Linked DNA regions of Rattus norvegicus: region 2 is linked to region 1. Evidence: chromatin contacts called from public Hi-C data. All regions are on one chromosome and are shown on one strand. Each heading gives the region's core, a stretch centred on a gene start, on an enhancer-like site or on the middle of the called end of the contact. The rest is flanking DNA. Distances are from core to core; before and after follow the strand shown. Region 1 overlaps Csmd1 (CUB and Sushi multiple domains 1). Region 2 overlaps Csmd1 (CUB and Sushi multiple domains 1).

Region 1 (7,214 bases), core at 2,155-4,654:
TGCATCCAGAGAGAACTCCCTAGTCCTAGTGAGAATGAAGGTTAGGCCTCAGTCCAAACGAACGCTGCATAATAAATGACCCAAACCACTAGCGTCTGAAGGCATGGCACATGCCATTCCAAGACAGCATGGTAACATCCGTGACCCAGAGCATCTCTGTGTGTGTGTGTAATGTAGGAAACGGGCATATAGCCAATTCTGAGCACTTGAGTTTCTAAAAGTGGAGATCCAGGGACCCAGAAGGTATTTCTTCCTTGCTCTTCTGCAAATTGGTGCATAGAGAGCCTCTGGTGGGAAGCTTAGGAAGCACAAACCTTCTGTCTGGGTCTGAGTCAAAGGAGACTTGGGCCCAGCCTTGAGTATTTGCTTAGGTAAAGTCACCCTGTTTGCTCAGGTCCTACCTCTCCAGGACTCTACAACAGACAGCATCTGTGCCTCCCGCTCCATTGGAGGGCATGTCCGTTAGAATTGAGGTCACCTAGGTACCTCAGTGTCGCAATGGGTTCAAGAAAGTTTTGGATTTATACTTCAGATATTGGATGTTAAAAATAGAAAGGGCTATTTTCTTTTTCAAATTCCTACAGGTCAAATGGATGGGGTTTCTAAACTGTTCTTGGTTAAGAGGTGTTTGCGATTAAGGTATTTTAAAATTGCTGAATTTTTTTTTCTTTTAACTATGCTTAGGAGTTTTAAGGGAAGCATTAAAATTCTGCAAAGACCTTAACTCTTTTGAAGTAAAAATGAATAAGCCCTTTAGCAGTATAATACCGTAACTGAATATTGACAAATTGACAGTATAGATTAACTCCCTGATTAAAGTAATCATTATATACATATGTTTGTGTGTGTGCACGCATGTGTGTGTGTGTGTGTAAATTACAAATGTACTTCAATGATGATCTTATATTAGTAATACTCATAAGCTCCCAGACATCATTGGTGGGCTGAACTTGGGCAAGACCTTCATTGTACACCAGTACATTAGACAGTTCTCTCTGTCTCCTGTAATGAGTTCTGCACCCCTCCTGAGAGGTGCTGTCAATAAACATCATATCACCAGTAAGATAAACTGCCCACCTAACTTCTCAGATATTGATCTCTATTTAATCATTCACTGATGCAAAAGGTTTTCTGTAAATTTTTTCAAAAATATTCTCTCAACCTGCTTTAGGTTCCCTCTATCTCTACCAGAAATGCTTTGGTGAATATTAGCCAACCATTACACCTCCCCCATTATATCCTAACTGCATTGAGGAACTTGACATCTTCTAAGTGATGTAAATTCGAGCTTCTTTCTCTCATCCTTGAAAATTTCATAGGAGCTTCTGAGATTGTGAGGTCTACCAAATAATCACAGACTTCTGAAACTGTGTGTGTGTGTGCATGTGTGTGCGCATGTGTGTGTGCATGTGTGTGCGCATGTGCGTGTGTTACATGATTCAAAAGACATTAAAGGACATACTTTGATAAGATTTTGTTCCTGATATTCCATTTTCAATGCAATGTCACTTAATTATTTTAACATGCAAATGTGTTTTGGGTTTTACAAATGTAGGAACTACTCCAAGTCTTGATTCGAGCACAGGAAACATAGGGTAGCTGAAAACTTATTTACCAAAGGTTTACCAATTCTTGGGGGTATCCAAGTGTGGTGCTTAATCTTGGTTGTCAACTAGATGGGATCTATAAACACTTGGACCATGGGCCTCTGGGCACGTCTGTTCTTGTGGTGTCTTTAAAGGGAGCAGAGGTCTGGGATTCCTATTTTGATTATTTACAGATCTAACTTATTGTTTTAAAAATGTAAATATGCAGGCTGTGATGGTCACTTGTGATCACAGCGTTCAGAGTGAGAGATAAGAGGGACCCAGGAACTTCAGCTCTTCTTTGGCTACACAGTGAATTTGAGGCCAACCAGGGATACATATTTAAAATCCAATGCTTTTATTACTTTTTATTACTCTGCTAACATGATATTAATTAGTTAAGTAGCAAACAAGCACAGTCAAATTATTTGTTTTAAAATTGTGGTAAGAATTGAAAATGTCCTAAATATGCTCATGGGAAATTAAATAATATTGGAATCTAATATGCCACATTATTCAATGTATTGTTCTGATATGAATGTTTTTCTACTCTAGAAGCTCTTAACAATATAGATACTTACATTCTAAGAAGACACATCTAGCATCATATTTCCTCAGATCTTAAGGACAATCAATAGCACATATTGCCAGTGATCAAATATGCATTTCAAGTACACAGTACCCTAATTTGAGTATATAATACCTCAAAGTTAATGGCGGGTCAGAAAGTCTTCTTTAGGGCAAGTGTGCTAAGTTGTATCGGAAACAGGGAAGCTTTCACGGGGAGCTGGAGATCAGCAAGCACATTGGATTCATCTATAAAGATGCTGATGACTTTGTGTGGTGGTTTGAATGAGATGTCCCCCATAGTCTGAGCATTTGAATACTTGGACTTTAGTGGGTGGCTTTGGGGAAGGCTTAGGAGGTGTATCCTTACTAAAGGAGGTAAGTCCATTGGGGAGGGCTTTGACCTTTCAAAAGACTCTTGCTGTTTCCAGTTTGTTGTCTCTGCTTGGTGTTTTCCCTGTTTGCCTTTGGAAATGTAAGTTGTCAGCTGCTGCAGTTGCTGCTGCTGCCATTATGGCTGGCTGCGGCTATGTTTGACTTCCCCATGTGATGGTAATGGACTTGCATCCCTCTGAATCCTTAAGGCTGAACAAACCTTTCCTTCTATGAGTTGCCTTGGTCATGGTATTTTGTCACAGCTGTATAAAAGTAACTAATGCAATAAATTGACAAAGTGCTAACAAATAGAAACAACAGATATGTCAGACATTGGAAGACATTAGAGCAGCATAAGTATATTAGAATGCCAGCTACTTTTAATGAATTATGTAACTTCACTTAATATACCTGCCTGGCCAGTTGGTCTGTATGAGTATTAAGGATTTTAATTAAATCCAAATATCTTAGAGCTGCTTATTTTGATTTAAGTAGAGTGAGAAGAATCATGAACATGGAGTTTCATTCAGTTTACAGTAAATCCATGTATATTTTATTTGAGATTTTCCCCTATTAATATATCATACCCTGAGAATACTCCAATAGAAATCTGTCATGGCTGAGGCTTCAGACAAACTCTGGTCCTCTTATTCAGAATCCCTGACACGGCAGTAAGCACCCACACGGGTAGATTTATTTTTGTATAATTGAGGAAAAGTTCAAGTGTACTGTTTGACATTTAACAACCCTAGCTGAGTCTAATGGTTTGACTGTTCTGAACCAGCTGTCGCTCTAGTAAGCTTAAGTGGAGCGATTCCGGAATTCGTGATGGATCTAACTCCATGGCAAAGACAGCTGGCAAGGCTGTATTTTTAGCCATCTTCCCCTTTCATGCATAAGTGTGACAAATTTAACCAGCACGCCCACCTAGTGGCCCAGTGGAAAGTAGGAAAGTAGGATGCTTCACTTTCTCCTACAAAATGGGAGCATGTTCAGATGTATGTCTTTGGAGACTGCAAAGTTGTTAATTTTGGCTTATTTGGTAAAGAACTGTTTGTCTCTGAAAAACATTCAATTTTTACGGCATCTGCCCCTTTAATCTTAAAACACAGGAGTTCATTATTTAGCAGGAAAAGTGATTTTTAGCTAGTGACTGTGATATTTTAGGCCAAGTTTTTCACCTATTTATCCACTATTAAATAACAGTTGTGGTCTACTTTGTCCTATGTGGTGTATTTCTAACAGATATGTGCTAATCGTTTATCCCAGTTTTGGTCACTGTGATACATCATCACAGGCTCACTTCTCACATAAGCTCATCTCTCACGATCCTGGGACTGGAAGCCCAAGGTCAAGATTGATAAAGTCTTCTGTTGAAGACATATATGTTGGGTTTGCAGGTCCTGTGAAGGGTTCTTATAGCAAACGTCCTTCCTACAATAGCACTGACCTCATTGAAAGAATCCGTGTCAACTCTAGTCCCTCTCTAAAGGGACCAATTTAACATCACATTAGGTGTTAATAAAATGTCAACTTGTGAACTTTCAATGGACAGATAGATATTCATCCCATAACAATAAGAAAGCAAGAAAAAGAAAAGGAAAAAGAAAAGGAGGAGGGAGAAGAAGAAGAGGAACAAGGGAAGGAGAAGGAAGAGAAAAAGTTTGCCTCCCTAGGTTCTTGATGTGAAATTGAGGAAGTTGATGTGGCATCAACTGTAACTTCAACATAAACGTAGGACTGTGCTGCAGAGCTCGGTGACTCATGATTGGTGCCACTTGGCTTTGGTTATAGAAAAACCTTACCTGGATACATCACTAACCATGGTTCCACAGACTAGGTTATTGGGCCAGTGAGTGCTTCCTAAGTCTTGTGCAGAACTCACATGGGTCATGAAAGCAAGAAAACCTTGGAAACCCAGGGCTGAGTAAGGCGAGAAAAGGTGGGTCAGTGATGGTGATCTGCGCCTCAGTCCTCTTCGTCAATAAAATGCTGCTATACTCCGTGACACTTCATGAGAGATAAATTACTCAACTTCGTTCATGGATACTAGAAACATAATCCCTAGGCTTTATAGAAGCCTGAGATCAAAAAATGTAAGAAATAAAAAAGGTATTTGTTACTTGTGTCAATACTGAAAACACATAGGCTCTTGGACCTACATGGTACTCTAGACAATCAATAAAACAATAGTTTCTCTTAACACATTATTTTAATAATTTAGTTTATAAATACTTTTGTTCTAGATATTTGGCCTTTTAAAGAGTGTCTTATAAGAATCTTGGTATACAGGGTGATACATCTGCCTATATGGTCATATTACTCATCCTTTTCTTCCTCAGACTCTCCTAAGTCAAGTTTAGTCTTCTCTTTAGGTTCATTTACCAGCACATGGTCACAAACTTTATGCAATTTTTATTTAATGAGATGGTAGTAGTTTAAATGAAATGTCCCACATAGGCTCATAGTAGTATCATTTAAAAGGATTAGGGGTTGTAGCCTTGTTGGAGTATATATGGCCTAACTAGAGAGTGTGCCACTTAGGGTAGACTTTGAGGTTTCAGGAATATAGGCCAGGTCCTCTCTCCTCTCTCCTCTCCTCTCTTCTCCTCTCCTCTCCTCTCCTCTCCTCTCCTCTCCTCTCCTCTCCTCTCCTCTCCTCTCCTCTTCTCTCTCTCTCTCTCTCTCTCTCTCTCTCTCTCTCTCTCTCTCTCTCTCTCTCTCTCTTTCTCCTGCTGCTGCCTGTGGGTTCAAGTGTAGAGCTCTGGGGTTCTTCTGCACATCATGTCTACCTGCATGTGCTATGCTTTTCACCATGATGAAAATGGACTAAACTTCTAAACATATAAGCCAGCCCCAATGAAGTGTTTTTCTTTATGAGAATTGCCATGGTCAAGATGTTTCTTCATAGCAATAGAAATCCTAACTAAGAGATATCACTGGTTATCAACAAAACTTATGTTTTAAGATACACAAAACTGACATAGACTCAATGAGAAGAAATTTTCAATAGGTGTGGTGATATGTACCTGACATCCCAGCATTTGAGGGGCTGAAATGGAAGAGTTGAGATTTTAGGCCAGCCTTGTATACAGAGCAATTGAACCTGCCTCAGAGAAACCTATAATGAATTCATAAATCTGAATTCATATCTACTTGTATTATACAGAAGAACTGTTTTTTAATTATAAATGTTGTATTCTTTACAAAAGTGCTACAGCTTATAAGCATTTGTCAGCTGAAAATATCATCAGTCTAAAATGCACAAGATACCACTTGTACCAGCTGCCCGCACTCCTGATCCGTAGCAACTAGAATCTGTGCAGCTTTACAACAAATTGTCTTACCCTGTATCACCAGTCAGGAGAAAACATCGAAATTAAGTGCTCCAGTTTGGGTCTTACTGAGTGCACATTGGTTACTACCTCATAGAACTAAAAGTCTCTATTTTGAAACACTGTCAATAGGGAACATTTTTGCTTATAATATAGCATGGTTAACTTTTATTTTTCTTTTCAAAATTAAAAGATTGTCTTTTCTGTCCACATAGTGTAATGATGACAAACCACTGTATTGAATTGGTGTCTGCATGCATAAGGGTGTGTTTATGTCCTAATTAGCTTGAATTGTCAACTTTACATACCCTAGAGCAGTGATTCTCAACCAGTAGGTCACAACCCATTTTGTGTAGAGCAACCTTTTCATGGGTGTCCCCTAAGACCATGTACATATCAGATATTTACATTATAATTCATAACAGTAGCAAGATTAAAGTTATAAGGGAACAACAAAAATGTTTATGGTCAGAGTCACCACAGCATGAGGAACTATGCTAATGCTGAGGATTCAGCATTAGAAAGATTGAGAACCACTGGCCTACACTTATCTGAGAAGAACGACTGTTGAAGAATTACCCAGATCCAATTATCCTGTGGATATGTCCATGAGGATTGTCTTGATTATCAATTGGTGTTGGCTGTCCTAGTCCACTTTGGGCAGTACCATTCCCCAGGCAGGTGGTCATGGGGTCACCTATGAGAAAGCTAGTTGAGCATAAGCACATGTGAATCTGCAAGCCACACTCCTCCATAGCTTCTGCTTCAAGTTCCTCTTTTATTTCCTGCCCTGATGTCCCTCAATGATAAACTACAACCTGGAATTGTAAGCCAAATAGATAGATCCCTTGATCCCCTTAAGCTGCTTTTGGTCTGAGGGTTTCATCCCAATAGGATAAAGCTAGAAGATTGCACTTTGTCTTCCCTCTGCCAAATACTCCAATTCAAGTCTCTCCACTTGGATCTACATCCTACTTCCCTCCTTTTTGCTTATTAGGTTTATTGTAGTTTTGAGCTCTTCAGGCAGAGTAACATGCTCATGAGTTGTAAAGAATACAAGCTATGCCAGTAGCCATGAGAGCAATTCCCAGTTGAGAAAAGTCCTTTGACGTCATCTGAGTTTGTAAGTTCTACAGAGCTCCTGGTTAGTCTATGGGTATGTGTTTGATTTCAAAGCATGTGTCTGGCATGTGCTGTCTATAATTTTCACTTCTGAGATTCAAGCGAACTCACTGTGAATTTTTCTGCTGGGTTTTGAAGAACAGCCACAGTGTACTCGGAAGGCCGGATGGGCTATCTGCTCACCTCTGGTTCACAGCATTCACATTTTATGATCAGCAGTAGGTCAAGC
Region 2 (7,214 bases), core at 2,923-5,422, 94 kb after region 1:
GAAGTCATACCACCGTGTATTCCACTAAACTAAGGAGAGGCTATTTCAACGGTACATTCATATCATTTTTCTTCATCTGATATTATGCTAGACTTTTTTTTTAATCACAGTGACAAATCCCCAAGAAAATGGTTTTGAGCAATCTTATTTTATTTTCTAATTTGAGACAGGGTTTCTCATACATTAGACCAGACTTTATGGCAGTCCCCTAGCCTCAGCCTTCAAAATGGCAGGTGGCATTATGGACAAGAGTCATGTTACCTGGACAAGAAAAGCAATGTTGAAAAGGGACAACTGGGTCATAATTGCAGGGGTCCCCATCGATCAGTGGCTTGTACACTTTTTATTGCCTGTTTCTGGAATGTGCTGTGGCCTTGCTGAATAAAGTTGTTCACCCAAGGTTGCCAGAAAGCTGAAACAGAGGAGTGCCAGGAGTAAGGTGTGTCTTTCAAAGTGAATAAGATGTGTCTTGCAAAGTGTCCCCTCCCTAAGCAGGCTCACTCTTTCTAGTCTCTACAACATCACAATAGTTCATTATGACTTTTAGTCCATCAACGGATTCATTCTAGGATGAGGTCATAGTTCTCATGGTCCACTCACATGTCAATCATTGGATCTACTGGGTTAGGGTCCAAGTCATCAATGCACCAGCCCTCTAGGATCAAGGCGATGGTGGCTTACGTGTGAGATTTCATACAGACTTGTTGTTTGAGTACTTAGTCCCAGCTGGTGAAACTGTTTGGGAATTTGTGTAGCCTTTAGAAAGCATAGCTTTATTAGGGGAAGTAGATCACCAGAGGCATCAAGCCTTGAAGATTCTTGTCTCTTTCTGCTTATTGTTGGTTAGCGATGGGTAAGCAAGATGCCTCATGCTCCTGACACACTCATGAGAGCAGTGTTCACTGCTTTTATCAGCACCATGACTTTCCCACCATGAAACTCCAAGCTAAAATAAATCTCTTTCTGTAGTTGCTTCTGTAGAGTATCGTGTCAACAATGAGAAAAACAGCTAAGATACTGACTGCCTTGTTAATTCAGTGTCTAAAATAGTCTTCAGCATTGACTTTCATAGTCCTCAGTCTTTCTCAGTACCATCTGAGACTGTTAGGAGGCTGGCCGTGCTCACCTGATTGAGCAAAGATCTTCTCTCATGATTGTTTTCTCCTCCCATCTCTTACCCGTTTATTGTGGCTGGGAGCTCTGTCATTTTGCCACTTCCTGGCATGGCCATGTCCTGCACATGTCATTGCTTAGTAGTGATCTGACCATTTCTCTTGGGGAGCTTTTCTCAAACTTCCACTCTTGTTTAAACACTAGTGAGCCTCTGTTGTCCCCTCAGCCTTGAAGATTTTAGAATTTTTCTTCCTATTACAAGATCCAGTGGGTTTTGTCCTCAAGTATTTATGTATCTGAGATGCAAACATGTCGGTGTCATTAATATTTCTACTGTGGGTGACCATTAACTTACCTCCACAAATGGACTAATTTGGAGTCAATAGGACAGAAACTATGTCCTATTGAATCTCAGATGACAAAGACACCCTTAGGTCCTACAAAGAACTGGAAAGAAAATGATCTTAGTGCTGGAGGTAGAGTCAAAGGTGCTAAATTTCAACCCACCATGCTGGGTTTGGGTGGTGGCCCTTGAGAAGACACTTCTCACATCCCTGGCAGGTACATGTGAGTGTCCCCACAAGTGAATCATTCTTAGAGTGAATATAGAAAGGAAAGTAGACAGTCTACTTGCTTAGTAGATAGTCTTGTGGATTACTGTATTACACACTGTGTCCATTTTGAAGAAATGGTTATCAATCTGTGAGAATGAAATAACTATGGGTCACTTCAGGAACCTTGGTGGCTTTGGGATATGCTAGAACATCTGAGATTTTATGTTAAGAGCAATAGAGAAAGAAAAATCCAACTGAGAATACTGACCCATCAAGTCCCAGCAGACTGGACCTCTCTGCCTAGCAGACAGACCTCCCTGCTGTATGCTTTTTAGGAAAACCAATACCCAGGGTTTCTGCTGTATCTCAGACTTGGACTAACACAGTTTTTCTCTTCCAGTCATCTCCTGTGGAAGCCTGTCCTTTCCCCCAAATGGTAACAAGATAGGGACGCTCACTATGTATGGAGCCACCGCCATCTTTACCTGCAATACTGGCTACACACTTGTAGGCTCCCATGTCCGGGAGTGCTTGGCCAATGGTCTCTGGAGCGGATCTGAAACAAGGTGCCTGGGTAAGCTACTCGGAAGTTCCCATGTGGTACAATTCAAATAAACCTTGAGAATGGATCACAGTCTGGGAAGTACAAGGCTTCAGGCTCTTAAGTCTCTGGCAGCCTTTCTGAATCTGGCCATTCCATGTCTAAACTCTCGGAGTGTCTAAAAGTCTAAGAAATAAAAGATGGGCATGTTGTACATCATCTGGCATAGTTATACACATTTTACATTTTCAACAGCTTAAAATTCCATCGGGGGGGGGGGCTGGGGATTTAGCTCAGTGGTAGAGCGCTTACCTAGGAAGCGCAAGGCCCTGGGTTCGGTCCCCAGCTCCGAAAAAAAGAACCAAAAAAAAAAAAAATCCATCAGGGAACTGAGGTGTTGGTCATCAAACCAAGCTGTTTAAAGTTGTATATATCTGTAATACCATGGTTTGTTTTCCTAATGTTGTTCTTTAATAATTTTAGAGTAGAGGATGTGGACATCCTCAATGTGGACGAAGCTTTGACTGTGCAATTCAGATTTGCCAGTATTTCAGAGTTGCTCCAACTGATGTCCTTATGACCATTTCAGTGTCCTACAAATCTTTAGTATTTTATCAGTGACCTACCCATCACCAGTAGCCCCGTTCCTTCCATCCGCCCAGCCTTCTATCGCCCCTCTCCATCACCTTATTGCTTCAGTCCCCACTCCTTCTATTACCCTACTTCTCTCCAGTACCCCATCTCTCTCCTGTATCCTATCACCTAACTCTTAGTATCTCAACTATGTCATCATCTCATCTCCCTCCATTACCCCATCCTCCCAGTACCTACCTCCCTCTATTACCTCATCCTTCCATTTCCCCACCTATGTCTGTCATCCCATCTTTCTCCATCCCTCTAGCCTTCCAGTACCCTACCTTCCTTCATCAACCTTCAGGGTACTATCTCCCTCCACCATCCCATCTTTCTATCATCCCATCTCCCTTTCTCATCTCTCTTCCCCTTTCACCTTAATTCTTCAGTATCCTACCACCTCTACTGCTTCACTTCCCTCCATCATTCCTCCTTTCTAGCATCCCATCTCCTTCCATCACCCCACCTTTCTAGTACCCAGCCCCTCTCTATTACCCTGTTTTCAATGCTCTCCTTATCTTTCTCTAGCATCCTCCTATATTCTAGTACCTGTCTTACCCTTAGTCTTCCAGAAACTTATCTGTGTTTTCTTGAGTGTTCTTAAGGATTGGTGGCCATTGTAAAGCCCTTTTCAGATGGCAGTGAACATAGAGACAATGTCCCCTCTTTCTACTTCAGTGGAATTTAGCACCAAAGGGGGTGGGGTGAGTGATCCAAAACACTCAACTTCTGCTTTGGCCTGGTAGGTAAGTCTATAGGTTAGGTTGCATGGGAAGCTTGGGGAAATTAAATGATTTCCTTTCTTAGGTTCCTTATGCTCCACCAGTCAGAAATAAGTCCCTCCTTATTCTGTTATCCTTCTATCCAAACGTAAGGCTTCAATTCCACAGGTTGAGACACATGACTCTACATTGTCACAATGTGGTCTTGATAGGATGCAATCCATCTTGAAAAAATTTGGACTCACTTCTGAGCCAGGAGAAATTTAAACTGAACATAAGAAGAGCAAAACCTCCAGGGTATGAAGAAGAAAATTTGAGTGGTGAGAAGTTGGATGGGCTTGGGAAAATGCAATGAAATCAGAGGAGCATAGTATTTAACATGGAGATGAACACCCAGGAAAGGGCTGAGATGTGACACAGCCACTGTATCGCTGGCTAAACAATGGGCGGTAAATTTAGTGTAAAGATTTTTCAGCTGAGAAATATAATTTCACAGTGACCATTGAAACTTGACTTTGAGATTCATAATCTGCCTAATATGGTAATGAGCATATCCCTGTGCTGGAGTAACAGATTGCTGGTGGGTAGATCACATAATCTAACCCAACAAGAATGTAGACCCAGGGGAAGCCACAGCCAGCTGTGCAGCCTGTGGAATATGTGGGTGAGTGGATGAGCAGGAGGGAGCAGAGCTGAGCTATTGCCAAGGTAGATAGATGGTGGGATAGTCAGACAGATGGATCAATAAAGGCACATTCTTAAACCTGGCACAGATACTGTATATCTGGCACCATAATTGCTTCAGAGTTCCGGAGCCCACATGCTAACTGGATGCCTCATGAGAGATAATATCTGTGAATGCTGTCTTTAATGGTAACCCAGGTATGGCGGTTTGCAGCTTCATTTTATTGAATTCATATCAGAACATGAAGTAAGCGCATGTTACTCCTGACGTGGAACAGAAAAAGGTTTAGAGAAATGAGGAGCTTGCCCATGGTCACGTTTCACTGGTAATGAAAATAGCCTTGAAATATAGGCTGTGTGGTTACAGACCAGGAGCTCTCAATCAAGTGCTCCTCCACTGAAAAAAAAACTCCTTCCTAAAAGGTGGTGCAAAGGGCAGCTGTACTCTCCCGCCAAGTCTGAGCGACAAGGAGACAGTATCAGAGGGCCTGGGTATGACAGGAAGGGTGTTCTTCCCCTCCTAGGACACCGCATGCCTCAACCCCACAGAGCCAGTGACCTCTCCATATGCATAAATGTTCTTGCTCATCCATGAATCTATTACTTTTCTTCTGTGTTGTGATTTGTTATTTGATATTCAAATCAGTGTTTCATCTGTTTCCTTGCTAGGGCCTTCTCGAGAGCACTCTGGCTTTCTTCCGAGCAGAGTGACCTTGAGAGACCTGCAGATCTACCGCTGCAGTATGGCAGCTGACTCGGTGGTCACTATGGAAAATGACTTTCAGAATCAATCATGCCATTTGGTGAAGATATTTTTTAACTAAAGTATTTTTGTATAATATATTCTAGTCATGGTTTCCCCTCCCTACTTCCCAGTACCTCTCCACCCCCCCCATCCATATCTATACCCTTTTGGTCTCTCTAAGAATAGGAACAGGTATGTAAAGAATTATAATAAAATAAGATAAAACAAAACCAAACACATCAGAAAGGCAAAACACCCAAACAAGGAAAAGAGACAAAGAAAAAGCACAAGAAATACATTTAGACTCTGTGCATATACACAGGAATCCCATAAAATCATAAAACCAGACACCACTATATATACACAAAGGACTCATAGTGGGGAAAAAGACCCCATTAATGCCCTTGAGTTTATTTGGCCATCTACTGCTGGGCATGTGGTCTGTGTTTAAGAGTGGTTTGTTTCCCTAGTGAGACTCCCTTCCAGAAAACTAAGTTTTCATTTGCAAGTGAATACTAACTGGAGATAGCTTCTGGGGTAGGCATGGGGGCATGTTTCTACTTCTCTTTCCAGCTCAAGGACCCCAACTTGTACACACTCAGGCAGGCACTGTGCATGGTGCATAGTCTCTATAAGTTCACATGTGCATCAGTCCTGTAATACATAGAAGGCCTTGATTTCTTGGTATATCAATCTGGACATTTTGGTGAAGATATATTTTTTCCAAAAATAAAGTGTTCATATTTTTAAATTCAGAAAACAATCTGTATAATAACATGGCCTCAAGTCAAAGAGAGATTATCTCTTGATAAGACAAAATAATAACCCTCAATTCTGTGGCTTTGAGAAAAAAGACACTGCAATGAGAAGAACTCAGGAAGTACCCAAAGACAGGAAGAGAGGATCAGTTATTCTACAGGGAGCTGGAGGCAGCAGGCGTGTTTCCCTGGATGTAGTCAGTGACAGAGTGAAAGACAAGATCTTATAAGGGAAATATACCATGGTCTGGAGACAATAAACAGCGCTGAGAAATGGCGGTACTCAATTGCCCATGCCCACGGCTGTTCTTCCATATTTTCCACATAACTCAGTTCTACTGTCAGGATGTTCCACTCTCCCACTCCATTCTTTGTGCATCTGAGTATTCCATACCCAGCATCTTAGGGTTATTATTGCCGTGTTAGAATTCCATGGTCACAAACTATTTAAGGAAGTTTATGGTCCCTCATCACAGTCCATCACGGAGGAGGGTCAGGGCAAGAACGTGAAATCAGGGCTAATGGATAGGGGAACACTGCTTCCTGGCTTATTTATTCTTTGAGCATTAAACAATCTGTTTTCTTATACATCCTGGGATCATCTGACCAGGGATAGCACCACCACCCATAGTGGCCCGATCTCTCCTATAGCAACCACTTACTAAGAAAATATACTCAGGACTTGCCTAGAGGTAAATCTTCTGCATCTCAATTGAGAATCCCTTTTCCCAAGTGATTCCAGCATATGGCAAGTTGGCATGAAATGAGCGTAAGCACACGGCTTCTTGATGTCAGTTCTGTAGAGAGCCTAGAGTAGTCACTGAGGATGGATGTGCCCTTATGGTAATGGATCTGTGTGACCTTAGTTTATGAAGAATGTCTGGGAAACATTTTAGCATTATTTAGCCAACAGAAATATGGGAAATAATAAGTAGATCATTTTCAATATCTGAAATGCCATGGGATGAAAGATGCAACGAGCGTGTTATGGTTGTTTTTCTTGTCTTGGACAGCCGTGGAAAGGTTGGGAGAGATACCATGGAAAGCTATGGTGGGAAGAATAAAGCTAACTAAGTTCTTGTGCTTGGGGTGGGATGAGGGTCTGTGTTGGTGTCAAAAATGTGGTCAGTAACAGTAGACACCATATCCTGGAAAATTAGGTTTCAGACAAAGTGTAAAAGCCATGAGAACAATAGATCAAGTTAGGATGGCAGATCTCTTTAGCATCACAGTGGAGTTTCATTTCAGAAGAGAGCTGCCCACCTATGCTCTGTCCCAAGCGCTTCTGTGGATCCAAACTGTATTCAGTCTCAGCCCCTTGATTCCCAGAATTGTAGAAGATATAATGGTAGATGTTTGGTACAGGTTATGGGTGGGAAGTCTCCTATTATTATGAGGAGTACCCAGAGGAATATTTTGCTTTGCATGGTCCTTCAGTTAGTTAAGTTAGTTAGTTAGTTAGTT

Evidence for each region. A called contact is a pair of places that touch in the nucleus more often than the background predicts.
Region 2: a Hi-C map of frontal cortex shows a contact between it and region 1, with 1.7 times the contacts expected there. The contact joins two enhancer-like sites. A contact is called at or near these places in 2 of 12 Hi-C or Micro-C datasets (frontal cortex and liver).

Annotation. Positions count from the first base shown.
Region 1 is chr16:80,371,572-80,378,785 of GRCr8, forward strand. The region is part of intron 37 of Csmd1 (CUB and Sushi multiple domains 1); the gene reads left to right. Among named protein-coding and RNA genes, the nearest start is that of Myom2, 920 kb to the right of the region's middle. Within about 2 kb of position 3,405, at least 10 of the 93 cell types and tissues checked have an H3K27ac peak or open chromatin away from gene starts, as enhancers often do.
Region 2 is chr16:80,464,694-80,471,907 of GRCr8, forward strand. Csmd1 (CUB and Sushi multiple domains 1) reads left to right here. Exons shown (of 70, transcript NM_001037327.2): 52 at 2,068-2,241. Among named protein-coding and RNA genes, the nearest start is that of Myom2, 820 kb to the right of the region's middle. Within about 2 kb of position 4,173, at least 12 of the 93 cell types and tissues checked have an H3K27ac peak or open chromatin away from gene starts, as enhancers often do.